Regions from separate parts of the Arachis hypogaea genome. Here region 1 is linked to region 2. The links are chromatin contacts, called in public Hi-C maps. All regions are on one chromosome and are shown on one strand. The core of a region is the stretch at or near the end of the contact, and the rest is flanking DNA. Distances in the headings are between cores, read along the strand shown.

The links. Hi-C and Micro-C count contacts between places; a contact is called where the count stands out from the background.
Region 1: a Hi-C map of leaf shows a contact between it and region 2, with 2.3 times the contacts expected there. The contact joins the enhancer-like site here to the promoter of LOC140176183 in region 2. A contact is called at or near these places in 2 of 8 Hi-C or Micro-C datasets (both in leaf).

The regions. Positions count from the first base shown.
Region 1 is chr11:120,727,847-120,731,448 of arahy.Tifrunner.gnm2.J5K5, forward strand. No RefSeq gene overlaps it. Among protein-coding and RNA genes, the nearest start is that of LOC112722452, 48 kb to the right of the region's middle. Within about 2 kb of position 1,540, at least 2 of the 3 cell types and tissues checked have open chromatin away from gene starts, as enhancers often do.
Region 2 is chr11:120,411,524-120,415,322 of arahy.Tifrunner.gnm2.J5K5, forward strand. LOC140176183 reads left to right here and starts at 1,609. Exons shown (of 6, transcript XM_072206075.1): 1 at 1,609-1,803. The coding sequence starts at 1,609.

The DNA.
Region 1 (3,602 bases), core at 290-2,789, 320 kb after region 2:
TAATCTCAAAAAATTGAATACAAAGAAGAGAATCTTCATACAAATAATTAATCACGCTGATATATAGAATTAATCACAAAAATTAAACCCAAAGAAGACAAGTTTCATGTAAAACAAATTCTTCAAAACAAAAACAACAAGCTAAAAGAAGATTCATGTAAAATTAGAGGAAGATTCAGGCATATATAATAAAATATTCAATTAAAACTATTGCAAACAAGCTAGATGCACCAAACTGACTAAGTTATAATAGGTAGAAATTCATCAGGATAACTTTTTCTTCATGAGTTCATCTTAATAACAAATTTATCACTGCATCTCACTCTTTAGTAACAAATCAGTAACAAATTGAAGATATAACAAATTCACAATGAATAGAATTAATCAACAAAAATTGAATATAGAGAAGACAAGCTTCATATAAATAATTAATCACACTGATATATAGAATTAATCACAAAAAATTAAACCCAGAGAAGACAAGCTTCAGGTAAAACAAATTCTTCAAAACAAAAGCAATAACAAATTCTGCAACAAATTACATATATTCTATAACCTCATGTAAAAAGAATTCTGCAACAAAAATAAAAACTCAGAGAAGGCAAGCTTCACATATAGAAAGTATGAGAAGAAAGTGCTCCCATAAACCCAAAGAGAAGAGAACCCATTCACGACAATAAAAACGCGAACAAAGAAGATAAGAGAAAACAAATAAAGAGAGAATGGAAGATGAGAACACGAACAAACGTGAACACAGTGGCTACGAAGATGAAGATGCGACGGCGACTAACTTTGGTCCCAGTGGCTACGATGAGGAGTAGGAAATGGTGGTCCTGAAAGCGGCGATATGGTAGAGGCTTTACGAGGGTCCCTACGATGGTGGTCCAGTGTTTGATAAGAGGAGCATATGAGAAGGAGTCCTAATTAGATTTATACAAAGGGTGAATTTGAAATTATAAATTTGGATTGAGGGTGTTTTCGAAAAAAATTATTAGTTAAATTTCAATCTTTATCTCTAAAAATTTTAGTCTCTACTGTCTCTACTTGAAATACTAAAATTTTAGAAATAGAGACTAAATTTTTAATTTCAGTCTCTAGACCTACAAATATAATATTGAGTCTCAATCTTTTAGTGTATGTTCAAATACATGGAAACAAACGTTACCTAAATAACTGTGAAATAGAAGACTGACTGCAACCGTCACTTCCCCTACTTCGATTGCTCATGGACGATATACGTTAGGAGCTTTATCCTTATTATTTGTCTTTTTTTTTTTTCTTTTCATTTTTTCTTTCTTTTCAGGCTTCTGTTCACCCAAAAAAAATTATTAATAGGCATCAATACTATTGAATTTGATGATACCTGAGGATCCCTAAAAAGAACTTGTTGAAGTGATTATAAATGTTTTAAGGATAATGGTGAATTGGTAATAATTAATTAATATTCTTATGATCGGTGGTTTGCCTTATCTTACAAGTGCGTGGTTGAAGGTCAGTGGTGGCGATTCTATATTTCTATAGCATGGATAACAACGAAGCTAGCAGACCAAACAAAACCATTCTTGTTTTGTCTTTCTAATCAATCGCTTTCGTAGGCATTAGGAAAGGGACAAGAAGGAAATCGAAACACAGATTTATTTTATTTTACTCAAACCTGAGGTGCACAAAGAATTGGTTGGTAAAGAGTTTTCGTAATTATAAGAATTGCTATCATCTATATAAGTATAAAATAATTTAAGTATTTGTATTTATAGTGAAGTCTAACACAAACTAGTTGTTTGAGTTATTTAAATGTCATCTATCAAATTTAATCCTTTGAAATGATCTGTATATAGTAAATATATAGTAGTTTATGACCAGTCTTTATTCACCGAAAGGTGTACACTCAGAATTGGATTCCACTTTCTTCACCAGTTCATAATAATCAAATTTTATGTCATCTCGATTTCCATATATTAGGAATATAAAAGATTTGGCCAATGACCAGTTAAGGGATGAGAAAATTAAATAATATAAAGAAAAAAATAGAAAAAGAACACAAACAAAAGAGAGAAAGATAGTTCTATACCAAACGCAAAGTCAAGTCATGTCATCTCTTAATATTGTCGTTGATACAGTATGCCTACTCTAATAACTTAACCACCTCATTAGTCTATTAATTACTGCTAGTTGTTTTTCTAATCTGTTCACTGTTCAGAGTTAGTTTTATTCCCCTTTTTGTTTTGGTTCAACACGAGGAGTCAGTAACACATCCAAAAATTTTAAGTCGTGGGGTAAATATATAACACATAAAAATAACAAAAAAAATTGTATAAACATATCAAATCATATAAATTAAAATTAAATAACATGAAAATATTAAATATTAAATAATTTTTATTTATTAATTATCAATATTGATATATTAATAAGTAATAATGCAGTTATTAATTCAATTTTTTATAAATTAAATATAACAATAACAGATTTGAATAAAAAAATTTTAAGGATATAAACTTCAATTAAATAAATTCATTAATTTATAATGCTATAATAATGTTTTATTTTTTATTAAATCGATTTAATGTATATTTTTATTTTAACCTTTTAGATGTTAATTAGAGTTTAATTTTGATGTACTGATGGTATAAACTAATGATTGTTTAATTACATATGTTCTTTTAGATGATCATTTACACCATCAATGTAAAAAATAATTTTTTATGACATAATATTACGTAATTAGATGCATATGTAAATTTATTTTATACTAAAAATGTATCAAATTTAATTCTATATATATATATAATAAAAGAATCAGTTAACTTGTACTCTAAGAGAACATGTTAAGAGTATAATAATAAATTTTTTTTTAATTTTTACTGTTGAGTTAAGAAATTAACTAAATTAATTAGTGATGACAAATATTATTTTTGGCAAAATAAATAATTAGAGTTGTTTAAATTAATAAGTATATGTTGCTAATTATTTATTTTGTGTTGCAGGCCAAATTCATTTTTAAGCAGCCCAAATGGTATAATAAAATTATAGCAAGGCTGATGGGAAAATAATCAAGCTCAACCCAAAAGAAACAAAGCCAAAGGATCTGATGGGCTAACCGGGTTGCTTTATGAAAATTCAATCCAAACCCGTATCCATCTCACAAGGCTTCTTTTGTAAGATTGAAGTCTTCTCCCTCTTGAAATGCAACGTTCTTCTACTTTCTGACCAAGTCAAATCAACTTCACAAAAAGTAAGAAAGAGAAGAAAAGCTTCCTCTATAAGCTAGTAACCAAAGAAGCAAGAAAGAGAAAATTTAAGCTTGAAGCACAGAAGCTAAAGCAGAAAATCTAATCCAAATCAAGCTTAGGTTAAAGGTAATCCATCTCATCTTGCATGCATCAGATCTTCATCCCTTCTTCCCAACTCTCTGCACTATTCGAAAATGGCATTCAAGGTAAAGTTGATCTCTGTTCTTCACTGCTACAAATCCACGGTCACAAGAGATTCTTGGGGACCAAGTTGCATCTCTATGGTTCAGATTTGGTTGACCATTGGAAGACAATCTCGGTTACTCCTACATGGCTTTCGGTCAAGTTGGAGAAGTCAGAAGCAAAGATCCT
Region 2 (3,799 bases), core at 359-2,858:
CCTGAAAAAAGAAAATAATGCACAATAAGAACATCTAAAAAAGAAAAATTGCAGAATCCTAACCCACAAATAACCTTTATTTGCTAACACAATGACTCATACAACACTGAAGTTTCACCTTCAACAATTAATGAACATGCCAACATCACCAAAATTAATGTCGTACTACACACTTTTTTGAGCTTCTTTGTCCCCATAATAAATCAATGCTATCAAATTTTTTCAACACATTTATGCGAAAAATCGAATCACCGCATATAAATACAATAAGAATTGATATATCTGAATTAATCCAAGACTCACATGAACATTTTAATGTTGTCTTTGTAACATGATAAGGTTAGAATAAAAATCAAAATATAGAATAAAATATGTTGTACAGAGAAAAAAAGAGAGAGATAATTAAGTCATGCAATAGCTAGAACTGAAAAATAAATAAATAAATAAATAATAATAATGAATAAATTGAGAAAAAAATGATGAAGAGAAAATAAAAGAAATAAAAACATACTTTATAAGTTTTGCAATATATTATCACCTGAGATTTGGCATACTATTACTGCCAAAGTTGTCATTGACTTTACTTGAGTAATACCAAAACAGGGAAAATACTAAAAGCATGAAAATAGCAAAATAGGGAAAATATTAGTGTAAGTGCAAATTGTGCATCTACTTGATAGAATTTCAATTGTATCTTATCATAGTTTAGGAACCACAGTGATGGGGCAAAAAATAGATCTTCAAAATAGTTAAAAGACAACTAAAAACAAAATTTTTTTCAACTCAGTGTTCATCTTCCCTCTCGTAATTCGTTAAACATGACTTACAGTATATGTTGACCTCGACTTTTGAAGTCATAGATTTCACTTCTGCGATTTACCTTAAAAATTAGGGTTAAGTACGATTTTAGTCCCTAAAGTAGGGGTTGAAATTTTTTTCGTCCTCAACTTTTTTTTACTTACAAAATTGTCCCTGAGGTTTAACTTATTTTTAAAACTGTCCTATGGACCAAAATATCCTTCCTCTTCTTCACCAAAATACCCTATTTTTATTCTTCTTTTTTGTTCTTCTCCATCAATAGCAACAACAACAATAAAATCACTAGCAAGCAGCAACAATGAATCAAAAGAAAAAACAATGAAGCACAAGAACAATGAATCTGAATTCGAATTAGAAGCACAAAAACAATGAAGCAAAAGCAAAAACAATGAAGCAATCTCTTTTTTTTCCTTCTTCTTCAGCAATAACAATGAAACAGAAGCATAAGTAGAATTAGAAACAAAAGTTGAAGCAAAATTAGAAATAGAAATAGAAGCAGAAACTGAAGTAACAGAAGCATCAAAATTAAAAGAACAAAGAATCAGATGCAGAATTAGAAACAGAAGCAAAATCAAAAGCATCAAAATTAGAAACAGAAGCAGAACCAGATGTGGAAGTACCAGAAGTAGAAGAACAAAAAATCAAAATTGGAAACAATGTGATTAACAAAATCAGAATCAGAATCAAAATTGGTGGATTAAAAAAATCAGAATCAGAAACATGTGATTAACAATATGATTAACAAAACCAGAAATAGAAGCAAAATTGGGGATAAACGATGATGCGGCGATGCGACATGAAGAGGGAGAAACTGCTGCCGCTGTTCGTGCATGTCGCGGCCACTGGAAAGGAGCCTGGCCACCGTCATCGTCATGGTGGGTTGAAGCCATCGCAGTGCATGCCGCTTCCAGTGGAGTAGAACGCGAGGAAGAGGAGCAGCGAGATTTGCCAGCGAGAACCGAACGACGAGCAGCAGCGGCAGTGGTAAGGACCAAACGACGAGCAACGGCGGCGAAGAGCAGCGGCGGCGGATTCCTTCCCCTTCTCTTCTGCACCTTCCCTTCCCCACCTTCCCCTTTTCTTCCCTGGAAAACCCCCTCCCCCGATTCCCTTCGCCCTTTTCTTTTAATCCATTTTTCTTTTTTATTTTTTTAATTAGGGGTAATTTGGTAATAAAAATTTAAATTTTGGTAAAAAAGATGATTTTAAAAATAAGTTAAACTTTAGGGATGATTTTGAAGCAAAAAAGGTTGAGGACGAAAAAAATTTTCAACCCCTACCTTAAGGACCAAAATCGTACTTAACCCTAAAAATTACTATTAAAATATAGTCTCTGCATCTTGGATATGTAATCCTGTCATTTGATATTAATTATTATATTTCATATTTTCATTCTTTAAAAAGCCTTATCATTTGCAATTATTTGTTAAATCACTTTAGAAAAGCTCATGTAAAATATGAGCAGAAGCACATGATAAACTGAGCATTAACATGAAATTCAACCAGATAAATGTATTTTAGGAAGAATACTGTCAAATAAATTTCTGTTACCTGGTCTAAAAAATAGTTTGCAATTTCTCTTCCACCTTGGTTTCCATGAACCGCATAACGCATCTAGTACTCATAGTATTTGGCACACAGAATAAATAATTAAAATGAGAAAACTGGCAATGTTTATTGATAATACTGTGTAAAAAATGAATATGACCTCATATTAAAAAGAAAAATCATATTTTGGTGACACTCTACAATTTTCAACTTGCAAAAAGAAGAAAATTCAAAATCAATTGAAGATTTTGCTTTGAAAACTTTATGAGATGGCTATGCTGAAAATAAGGCCAATAATCAAAATAAGGCCTTTTGTAGCGTAATAATGTATAAATTACTTTGAAAATAAAAAACCAAAATCTGAAGAGTTAGTTAACGTGTATTTTCTATCCTTTCATACTCATCAAATGCTCTAAAAGTCTAATTCCATTGGCTATTCAAGCTTATGCCATACAATTTGAATAAAAATGAAAAATCTTTAAAAGATGACACAACAACATGAGTTGTATAACACATTACTCCATATAGATCAATAGGCATAATCAATCAAAACATAGCACTCTCAACACATAATCAGCTGCATGATCAAATTTGCAAACTAGTGCACGTGCTTTCAAAATTTAAAAAAAAAAAGAGTAAGAAAGTCATCACAATTTAAACAATCAACTACCAAGAAAAAAAAAGAAGCTTGCCTCACGAAGCTGATATGCACTCTTAACCTACCATGAACAGCGCAACGATCGATGCATATGAAGAAGTCATACGTAATTGATGCTCATGTTGTTTCTTCGCGTTGCAATCAAAACGCATTTGAAGCCGAAAAATAAAAAAATTCAAAATAAAGTAGATCTGAAAAAAAAATTGAAAAACATCAAATGAAAAACCTCGAAACTAAAAATTTATAGAAATCGAAAGTGATCAAACCTTGTTTTCAAGGAGCTTGTTGAGCAGCCTCTTGGAAAATGCCCAGAATCCCTATATAGTTGTTGCAGATTCACTACCACCACCAACAATGTACATGCCTCCACATCTGCTTCTTCCTTGGTTGAAATCCCTGGCCATATGACTCATCCCTGCCAGTTGTAGCAAGCGCCAACACTTTCTCCTTCGTTACAATCCCGCGCCATGTGACCTACCTCACTGCAGCCGTATCAACCACCATGACCATTGTGATCATGATTGAAAAAATAAGAAAGGGGAGAACTAACTAGATGAGTACATTAAAGTATTAAACAATAGAAGAAGAGGTTTATAAATATACTTATTTTTTTCAATTCAAAATTTAAATTTGAAATATCATGTTCTTTTTTTTGGCTGGAAAAGAGTTATGATTTCATTCAACTGGTGGACCCAAAATGTCGAGCCATGCTAAATTTTGTACATGATAAGGGGAATCTTCCATCCATATAATGTTTGAATTGGTAAGAGCCAA